Regions from separate parts of the Mus musculus genome. Here regions 2 and 3 are each linked to region 1. A link is a contact called in public Hi-C and HiChIP or PLAC-seq data. All regions are on one chromosome and are shown on one strand. The core of a region is the stretch at or near the end of the contact, and the rest is flanking DNA. Distances in the headings are between cores, read along the strand shown. Region 1 holds the start of Hpdl (4-hydroxyphenylpyruvate dioxygenase-like). Region 2 holds the start of Pomgnt1 (protein O-linked mannose beta 1,2-N-acetylglucosaminyltransferase). Region 3 holds the start of Eri3 (exoribonuclease 3).

Evidence for each region. A called contact is a pair of places that touch in the nucleus more often than the background predicts. HiChIP or PLAC-seq counts read pairs in DNA pulled down with a chosen protein or histone mark.
Region 2: an H3K4me3 HiChIP or PLAC-seq map of neural tube shows a contact between it and region 1, with 3 times the contacts expected there. The contact joins the promoter of Pomgnt1 here to the promoter of Hpdl in region 1. A contact is called at or near these places in 1 of 39 promoter capture datasets (erythroid cells), 3 of 115 datasets of contacts at active chromatin or transcription factors (bone marrow-derived macrophages, embryonic stem cells and neural tube) and 3 of 9 other capture datasets (liver, macrophages and pancreatic islet).
Region 3: a Hi-C map of CD8 T cells shows a contact between it and region 1, with 4 times the contacts expected there. The contact joins the promoter of Eri3 here to the promoter of Hpdl in region 1. A contact is called at or near these places in 5 of 484 Hi-C or Micro-C datasets (CD4 T cells, CD8 T cells, natural killer cells and 2 more), 1 of 115 datasets of contacts at active chromatin or transcription factors (memory CD8 T cells) and 1 of 9 other capture datasets (pancreatic islet).

The regions. Positions count from the first base shown.
Region 1 is chr4:116,820,144-116,823,206 of GRCm38.p6, reverse strand. It overlaps Hpdl (4-hydroxyphenylpyruvate dioxygenase-like), which reads left to right and starts at 1,699. Exons shown (of 1, transcript NM_146256.3): 1 at 1,699-3,063. The coding sequence starts at 1,945. The coding sequence ends at 3,060.
Region 2 is chr4:116,148,704-116,151,879 of GRCm38.p6, reverse strand. It overlaps Pomgnt1 (protein O-linked mannose beta 1,2-N-acetylglucosaminyltransferase), which reads right to left and starts at 1,362. Exons shown (of 22, transcript NM_026651.2): 1 at 1,263-1,362; 2 at 637-815; 3 at 1-60. The coding sequence starts at 756.
Region 3 is chr4:117,549,066-117,552,078 of GRCm38.p6, reverse strand. It overlaps Eri3 (exoribonuclease 3), which reads right to left and starts at 1,714. Exons shown (of 9, transcript NM_080469.4): 1 at 1,349-1,714. The coding sequence starts at 1,483.

The DNA of each region.
Region 1 (3,063 bases), core at 450-2,949:
TCCTCAAAGACACACAATACCCTCTGGAAAGTAACACTGATATTGTGTAATGAAAATAAAACAGTAACTACAGCTACTATTAATGGGAACTTACAGTGTCTCAACCACAGCAATCTGGGTTAGAGGTGACATGTAGTTAAGTAGGGTGCTTGCCCAGCCTGTGTGAGACCCTAGCATTGATCCCTAGTGTTGGGGTGAGAGCTCGTTTGTTTGTTTGTTTGTTTGTTTTTTGAGACAAGGTTTCTCTGTATAGCCCTGGCTGTCCTGGAACTCACTTTGTAGATCAGGCTGGCCTCGAACTCAGAAATCTGCCTGCCTCTGCCTCCTGAGTGCTGGGATTAAAGGCATGCGCCACCACGCCTGGCGAAAGCTCATTTTTGTAGATAAGGAAACTGAGAAATTATCCAACATGACCAAAGTCCTGTGAGTACATGTTAGAGATATTTCTCTTTTTTGTTTTTTGTTTATTTGTTTGTTTGTTTGTTTCCAAGACAGGGTTTCTCTGTGTAGCCTTGGCTGTCCTGGAACTCACTTTGTAGACCAGGCTGTCCTGGAACTCAGAAATCTGCCTGCCTCTGCCTCCTGAGTGCTGGGGTTAAAGGCATGACCCACCACGCCCAGCCCAGAGATATTTCTAACCCAGGGCTGCTTAGCTCTGGAATCCATGTTCTTCTGATCACTGGTCAGAGGAAGAGGCCCTGACCTCGACAAGCCTCCTTGTCTAAGTCTTGTCCCCCTATGGCAGCCTTCTGTCACTTCCTGACAAATTTCTGGGCATGTTGTCCTTCCCAAATGTCTTCCCAACACAATTGTTCCGAGTCTGGCTTGCTTCTTCTCTCAGGTTTGCTCCCTCATTTTGCCCTTTCAATGTCCTATAACCTTGCTTCAAGGACCTTCCAGCTGAAGTCTCACAAGACTTCCAGTTTCCTCATTCTAGTGATCTCACGAATCTTGAGTTCCCCTGGCTGATATCTTTAGGAAGGTATCAACTTCTTTATATCTTTAGGAAGAACAACCCTGGGCTGTTCTTGGAGACCTACTAAGGCAATGAGCAATAGTTCCTTTCAGGAACAACAAACAAAACACAGTAGTTTTCTAATCCCTCCAAATCTCACTTAGAAGTAGAATTGAAGAGTCAGGTGAAGTGCAGATTGCCAGATACAGAGAAATGTAAACGCTTGCTCTTCTATCAATTTCTCCGCCCCATTTGGGGATTGAAAATCTGTAACTGAAAATATTTTAATATTAAAATAATAAGATAAATTGAAATTATGTATCTTTTCTCATCATAATGCAATAAAACTTAAAGAAAAATAAATAAATAAAACGTTAACAGAGCCCGTTCTTGAACACAAACTTCTGAATTGTAAAAAAAAAAAAGTACCAGGCCAAGAAAATTCCGTCTGTTGAGAAAGGATTGGGGCTCCTCCCCCACACGGGCAGTCCTTAGGCTCTAAGGTCGCGGGAAGAGAGCGCCTGGCACAGAGTGAAGGTGGCTATTGTTACTTCCCGGGCCCCGGAAGGGGTGGCTAGTTGCCCAAGGGTGTGACCTGGTCCAAGGCCCTGTGAAGGAACTGCCCTTCGTCCCCACTGTACTCCGGGAGACAGGTTCTGGACCGGAGGGAGTGTCAAAGGCGGAGTCTCAGGCTCCACCCTGACCTCCTGGTCCGCCCCGCACAGCGTCCGCGTGGTTCTCATACAATTTACCCTGCAGAGCCTGTGGTCCTCAGCCGGCTTCTGGTTGAGGTGGCCCTGCCGAGAGGGTCAGTCCCCCAAAGTTTGACTTCGCGACCTCTGCCCAGAAAAGACCAAGAAACACGATCTTCGGATACACCAGGACTCCGCCGGCTTCCAACTACTAGTCCTGGACCAAGAGTCTTGGAGTTCTAAACAAGTGAGCGGTCCCAGAAGAACAGATCCGGGTGGCCGGCAATTGGGCTCGCCATGACTGCGCCCGCCCGTCGCCTGTGTCACATCGCTTTCCATGTACCAGCTGGGCAGCCCCTAGCGAGGGACCTACATCGTGTCTTCGGCTTCCAGCCCCTGGCGGTGAGGGAAGCAGGCGGCTGGAGACAGCTGGCCCTGCGCAGCGGGGACGCTGTCTTTCTAGTGAATGAGGGTACCGGGCCCCAGGAGCCACTGTACAGCCTGGACCCGCATCATTCGGTGCCCAGTGCCACGAACCTGTGCTTCGACGTGGAGGATGTGGACGGCGCCGCCCGCGCGCTGGCGGCTCGCGGCTGCATCATGCCGGTACCACCCACTAGGGTGAGAGATGCACAGGGCACAGCCACCTACACAGTGCTCAGCTCTCCGGCTGGTAATCTAAGCCTTACGTTGCTGCAGCGTGCTGGCTATCGCGGATCCTTCCTGCCCGGGTTCAGACCTCTGCCTTGCACACCTGGCCCAGGTTGGGTCAGCCACGTGGACCACTTGACCTTGGCCTGCACCTCCGGCAGCTCCCCTATGCTTATGCGCTGGTTCCACGACTGCCTAGGCTTTCATCACTTGCCGCTGAGCCCAGGTGAGGATCCGGAGATGGGCCTCAAGGTGGCTGCAGGGTCTGGGCGAGGGGGACTACGGCTTACTGCCTTGCAGACTCCGCCGAATAATACTGTCCCCACCCTCGTGCTGGCGGAGTCCCTACCGGGACTCAACAGCAAACAGGACCAGGTAGAGCAATTTCTAACCCGGCATGGGGGGCCAGGCCTGCAGCACGTAGGACTGTACACTCCTAACATCATAGATGCTTCTGAGGGAATGGCGAAGGCGGGATGCCGGCTTCTGACTCCTCCTGAAGCTTATTACCAGCAGCCCGGCAAAGAAGAACAAATTCTAGCCGCAGGGCACAAGCCTGGCCTTCTAGAACGGCAGGGAATCCTGCTGGATGGTGATAAAGACGAATTTTTGCTTCAGGTCTTCACCAAGTCCCTCTTCGCCGAAGACACTTTCTTCCTGGAGCTGATTCAGAGACAGGGGGCCACAGGCTTTGGCCAGAACAACATCAGGGCACTATGGCAGTCGGTGCAAGAGGAAGCAGCCAGGGCCCAGGGAGCCTAACCC
Region 2 (3,176 bases), core at 113-2,612, 670 kb after region 1:
GTCCAGGATCAACTTGATGTTGACAATGACGGTCACCAGCAGGAAAAGCACAGCCCCTGTCTGAGTAGGAAAATGGGGGTGACTGCAGCCAGCCCTCTCCAGATCACAAGGGCCTTCTGAAAGTATGACCTTGGCTGAAGAGGACACAGGGACCAGTCTCTCCACTTTCTGGTTCCCAATAAGGACACGGATTTGTGGCCATCTCCCAGAGAATGTTCCCTGGCAGGTTTCCCTCCACCAACCAGGTCCTTCCTACCCCGTGGTCTTGTATTTTCCCATTTGAGTCCTTGACTTCCTTGGTCCCCTCCATAACTAGTTCCTTGAGATGGATTTAGGACCCGAGAACCACAGCGGAGAGCCAGAGACACAGAAGAACGTGGGCCACACTGCCTGACAGTTGGGTGTCAGGGGCAAAGCCTGCCTGACCAGACTTCTGGTTTCTGTTGGATGCCGAGGTCAGACTAGGGTTCTGATTCCAGAATCCTGGCTCTAAACCACTGCCTGAGAAGGCTGTAACAGACAGAGGTTTCCCCTCCAGGAATTTGCTGCCTCTTCTTGATAGCCAAGGTAGTTAGTTCCTAGTCTGTTAGAGTAAAGTTAGGGAGCAGCTTTTGGGACACGTGGGACCTCATTTACCTGACAGAATCTCCTCAGGGCCCGCTGGTTTGTCAGTTTATACTTCCAGGTAAGGTACCAGCTCCGTTTCTTCCTAGCCCCAAAGGGCTTGATGAGGGGACTGGGCTTCCAGTCATCCATACTGGATTAGGGAGTCACCCCTGTCCCGGCCAGTCCATGACTTCAGGAATCTGAGGGGACTATATATAGAGTCACATAGAGTAAGATGCTTGTCCCAAAGCTTAATGCCTTCTGGAATGACTTCTCTCAGCAAACTGCTGAGCTGTGTGCCCTAGGCAACGTGGCTTAACTTCTCTGGGTCTGGCCAGAAAATCTTTGGAGGAGTTGGATCACCTGAAAATTCCCTGGGGCTAGAGGAACTGTGTGCAGGATCAGGGCCTTAGCGGCGGAGGCCAGTAACTCAATCAACTCTTAACGATTCATCAGTCCTTAAAAGGTCCAAATCCCAGTCCTTCCCAGCCCTGGGGTAGAACAGTAACAGCGACCTCCTGCACCCCAATCCTCCACCCTCGTCTCTTCCCATCTGGCTCAACTCCTCTCCTCTCAGGGATCAGGGACGCCGGAAGGTTCAGAAGACCCACCCAGCCCGCATCACCCCTCTGAGACCCGCACTGGGAGGCACTTACGGCTCAGGGGCCCCGGGCCCCGCTCGGGCCGCGCTCGGGCCCGCACAGCTCGGCCCCGCGCGCCGCGGCCTCCGCGGCCTCCGCCTCCTCCATGCCTCTCGCGCCCCGCCCCGGCCCGGCCGGCCCGCCCCGCCGCTTCCGCCGCCGCCGCCGCCGCGGGGTGAGAGGGCGGCGGGCGGCGCTTAGGGCGGCGGCCGCGGCCGGGCGTCTGCAGCGCGAGGGGAGCCGGCGTACTCTGCCTGTCTGGCAGGGTTACGGTCCGCACGAGTGGACCTCGGGCGAGAGCACATCCCCGCACCGCGGAGCCGGAGCAAGCGGCATTCCGGGACCTCGGGCCAGCTCACTGGGCAAGCCAGGATCAGAGGGCTGCAGCTCCGAGGCCTGGCCCAGCCCCGCAAGGCTGTTTCCAGGCCGGGGAGGAGAGGATTAGAAACCTGCTCCGCTACTATTTTGAGCGCTTACGTTAACTCGATTTCATAAACCATGATTAAGAGGCACCGTGACTACCCCATCTTTAAAGAAAACCAAAAATGCTCTTTGATTGTGTGCATGTGCAGGTAGTGCGGGCGCTCCTTGAAGAGACTAGACCTCAGTCTGATACCCCTGGAGCCCAAATTAAAGTTGTGATCCCAACCGCTCCTCTAGAAGAGCACCAGGTGTGCTTAACCACTGAGCCATCTCCAGCTCCTGATTAGTTCTTTTCTGAGGAAGCAGGAGCTTACCTATCTCCTTATAGCCCTAGCTATCCTGGAACTCCTTATGTAGACCCGGCTGAACTTGAACTCACAGAAATTCACCTGTCTCTGCCTCCTAAATGCTAGGATTAAAGGAGTGTACAACATGCCCAGCAACACTTTATTTATTTACACTTTTTTTTTTTTGAGGACTCCAAAAGTGTTGGCATCTTTCGATATGATAGCAGTGCTTGCCAGGTTGGAAGTGGTGTTGCATTCCTATATAGGTGAGGGAAGGCTGTGTGAGGCAAGTCCACTTTCATAACAAGATGCTAAGACCCACAGTAGCTCACTCCTGGGTTCCCAGCACTTAGGAACTGAGGAAGGAGGATTGCCATAGATTCAAGGTCAACTTGGTCTACAACATGAGTTCTAGAACAAGTCAGGATTTTGAAGTGCAACCTGCTCTGAGAAACAAAAAATGTTTTGGTTTTTTACATGTTCTTTATACTGAAGTTTTTCTTATTTAAACATCAAAAAAAGCAGGGGCTGGAGAGATGGCTCAGTGGTTAAGAGCACTGACTGCTCTACCAGAGATCCTGGGTTCAATTCCCAGCAACCACATGGTGGCTCACAACCATCTGTAATGGGATCTGATGCCCTCTTCTGGTGTGTCTGAAGATAGTGACAATGACATTGTACTCACATATATAAAATAAGTCTTTTTAAAAAAATCAAGTCAGCAGAAGTTCTCACATTAGCCTCTGACCCTCTTCTGTCGTCAGGTTTACTGTCCATGATCTTGTCTTCTCATGATCCTTATTAATGTCCAGATTCTCAAACTTGCATGTGCAGTCCTAGATTCCCTCCTGAGCGTCAGGCTCCCCTGTGTCTGAGCGCCAGGCTCCCCTGTGTCTGAGCGCCAGGCTCCCCTGCCTGCTGCATCTCTTCACAAGACCCACAATTTCACAGCTACTGACATCATCTCTACCTGCTCTCAGATCTCTTCTGGATTCCTTTGCTTGGGAAATTGTATCAGGCCATATAGCTGGGCCTCCCTTTGTCTTTTTCCAGTGATGTCAGTTGAAATCAACTGTCATGATAGTTGAAATCCTTTGTTTCTTTGAACAATATTGAATACCATTTGAAACAGATGAACTCATCTGTTGCCTGATTCTTTCACTTGTGCCTCTAATTCTCTCCAACCTGCTGTTGCAGGCACTTTTGTGCTGTTGCACTT
Region 3 (3,013 bases), core at 465-2,964, 730 kb before region 1:
TAAGCTAGTGAAGTCTCTGCGCAAACATCTACAATTGGAACCATAATCCTGTCTACCACTCCACACACTTAAGACTTTATTCTATCCTGATCCCCTGGGAACAGGGCACTCTCCAGTTTATGCCACCAGGGAGTAAACTTTTCAAAATAAAATGCAATAACAACCCCTTTGATTTAGATATTTCAAGTTGAAGGGAGAGCTCTTAGCCAAGCTCCAGGACCTAACTGGCTGATTATTTACAGGATCTTTGGGCAGGAATTGTTAATGAGCTTTTAATTTGGAGTGCTTAAGTTGCCAAAGTGCTCTGAGCTCCAGTGAAGCACCACAGAATCCATAAAGGAAACCTTATCAATCACTTCCCGGCAGCTCCCTTCCCCCAGGCAGCACCTGCCGACAGGCAGCCAAGTGGGTTTCTAACCAAGATCACAGGCATACATTAGTGGAGTCACACTCCAAGTCACTGTTATAAATTGGCTTTTAAATGGTGGGCGATTCAAGTATAATATACTTAAGGTCCAAGACCGAGCCCACTAAAACAAGGTATACTGTGTATGATAAAGTCAGAATAAAGCTGAATTTGATGAAGCCAGTTTTCTGGTACAAACTCTACAGTCAAAAATCATTCGGCCAATCACAATCTACTACAGTTAAATAGCTTAGTCTTTGGCCAATGGGATTCATGTTTTGCTGCCCTTGGGCTGGGAAACCAATGAAATGCACTAGCAAATGCAAGCCACAAAAATGGTCAGAGACAATTATTGGCCCCAGTCATTGCGAAATCCAGCCTGAGGGGCAAGCTCTGTATCTCCAGATGAGGGGCCCCATACCCAGCATCTTCCAGGCCAACGTCGAGCAGCTGACATTTCACAAGAACTCAACCCAAGTCATGCTTTCTTTGTTTTAAGAAGACACCTGTTGCTGGACCACTTGCAATAAAGACATACAAAAAGCTACCTGGGTTAAGGCTCTTTCTCCACTCTGTCCACCTCTGTCCACCATTATTACCCACAGCTTGTGACTTACAAGGAAGTAAAGTGCTAGCATGTGTGCCTGTGCCAAGATGCGGAGGGGGTAGTCTATAAATAATTCCTTAATCTTCTACTTTATCTGGTCAAACCTCTCTCCTTCTCCAGAAATCTCAAACCAGGCCCTTTCATCAACTCACCCAGTCTCTCTCGCAAAGCCGAGCTCCCCCACCGCCCTCCCCAGCTATCCCTTCGCCCAGAGTTCTAACATCCAGGGTGAGCACCAGGCCAGAATCCCAGGCTCCTTAAGTGTGCGCGCCACGACCCACACCCCGCATGCATTAACCAGGGCCCAAGCTGGGGGCCCTCTCAATCTCACCCACCCCAGGGTGTTGCCCCCAGCTCGGGCCCATCCAGGTCCAGGGAAGCGTAAGGGGAGGGGCAGGGGGCCAGGAGACCAGCCCTCCTTCCCAGGGCCGCCCCCGCCCCCCGTCAGCTGCCGGAGAGGCTGTCGCCATGGCAACGCCCCCTCCTCCGGGCCAGCACGGCAGGCTCTCTCCAGGTGCAGGCCCCGGCGTCTCCCTCGGCCTCAGCAGACGCTCCGGGCAGTTGACGGCAGCGGGCACGGCCCGCGCCGCCTGCGGCGCTGGCCAGGCAGAAGCAGGGCCAGCTCCGCCCGCTTCCCACAGCCCGTTCCAGGCAGCCTCAACAGCGGCAGCCAGCACCACGAGTCCACAACACACCGACTCACCTCCGCGCACTCTGACCCCGACCGACGCGGTGGACGGGCGGGCGTGGTAGCCAACCGCTGAGCCCGCTGCTAGCGCCTTTGGCCAATGAGCTGGAGTAAGGCGGGGCTTCTTCTCTCCAAACGCTCTCTCTCCCGCCGACATGCGCGTTAAGGTGTGTCAAGATGGTGACCGTTGGCTCTGGGCCTTGTGGGACTTGTAGTTTAGAGGAGCCACGTATTCAAAAGAGAAAGGGAGGGTCACTTCTAAACAGTGAAAGGGGTTTTCTTAAAAAATAAATAAATGATAATAATAAAATAACCCGAAATCTTCGTCAGGCCTAAAATGACCCAGATGCTCTACTTATTTTCCCCACCTTGACTGTAGGCATTCGGTGAGTATGGGCTTAGGAGACATTCTCTTTAGGCGACACTTTTCTGTGATTCATTGTCAACAAGTAATCGTTATCTACTTTCTGATGCGGGCCTGAGGGAAATCTGGAAAGAAGGGAGGCGAATTCAGCTAAAAAGAAAATGCTGAGATTTCTGAAGGGCCTTTCTGAGGAGGAAGCTTCTGGCTTGTTGAGGCCCTCAGAGGAACTGTCAGGGTTAACAAGGTTTCTGGCCATAGCTGTAGTGGGTCTTTCACAGTCAGTCTCTCCAGGCAGCTGGGGAGAACTTCACCTAAAGCGATGGGTGAGTGTCTCCATCTTAGCTGTGCTTCTCTGGGAATCCACGTTATGAAATGGGAAGCATCAGTCTTAAGCCACTGGTGATTTTGACAGCCTCTCAGTCAGATCCATCTTAGGAGCCATCTTCAGTTACCAAGCTCCTCTGTCTGCCACCTGCTATTTTCCTTTAAGACAGCTAATATCAGTTCTGGACCCTGCCACCTCTGAGATCTTAATATAATGGTTCCTGCCTGAGCTGGAAATGCCTGTAATCCCCATATCAGAGAATGCCTTCTTTAATCTCATGCACATAATGGGTTAGATGGTTCTACTGTGAACCTACAGAACTGAGCACAGCACTTTACAATTGTCTCCCTGCCATCTCTCTCCCAGGAATTGAAACTCGTTTAAGATAGCTATTCATTTCCATATTGTTCATGCTGCATGGCTTATACCCAGTATGGTGTCAGTCATAGAGCAGCTATGCAATAATGTGTTTCTGACAAATGAAGGAGTAAACTGCAACAGAGACAGATATCACTCACCCCAACTGAGAAAAGGAGAGCCACGATTGCCTGTCCCCAAATCTTGGAACTAAAACTGGAGCTTCTTCTTCTTATCGTTACATAAACATTAACCTGGATTGGCCC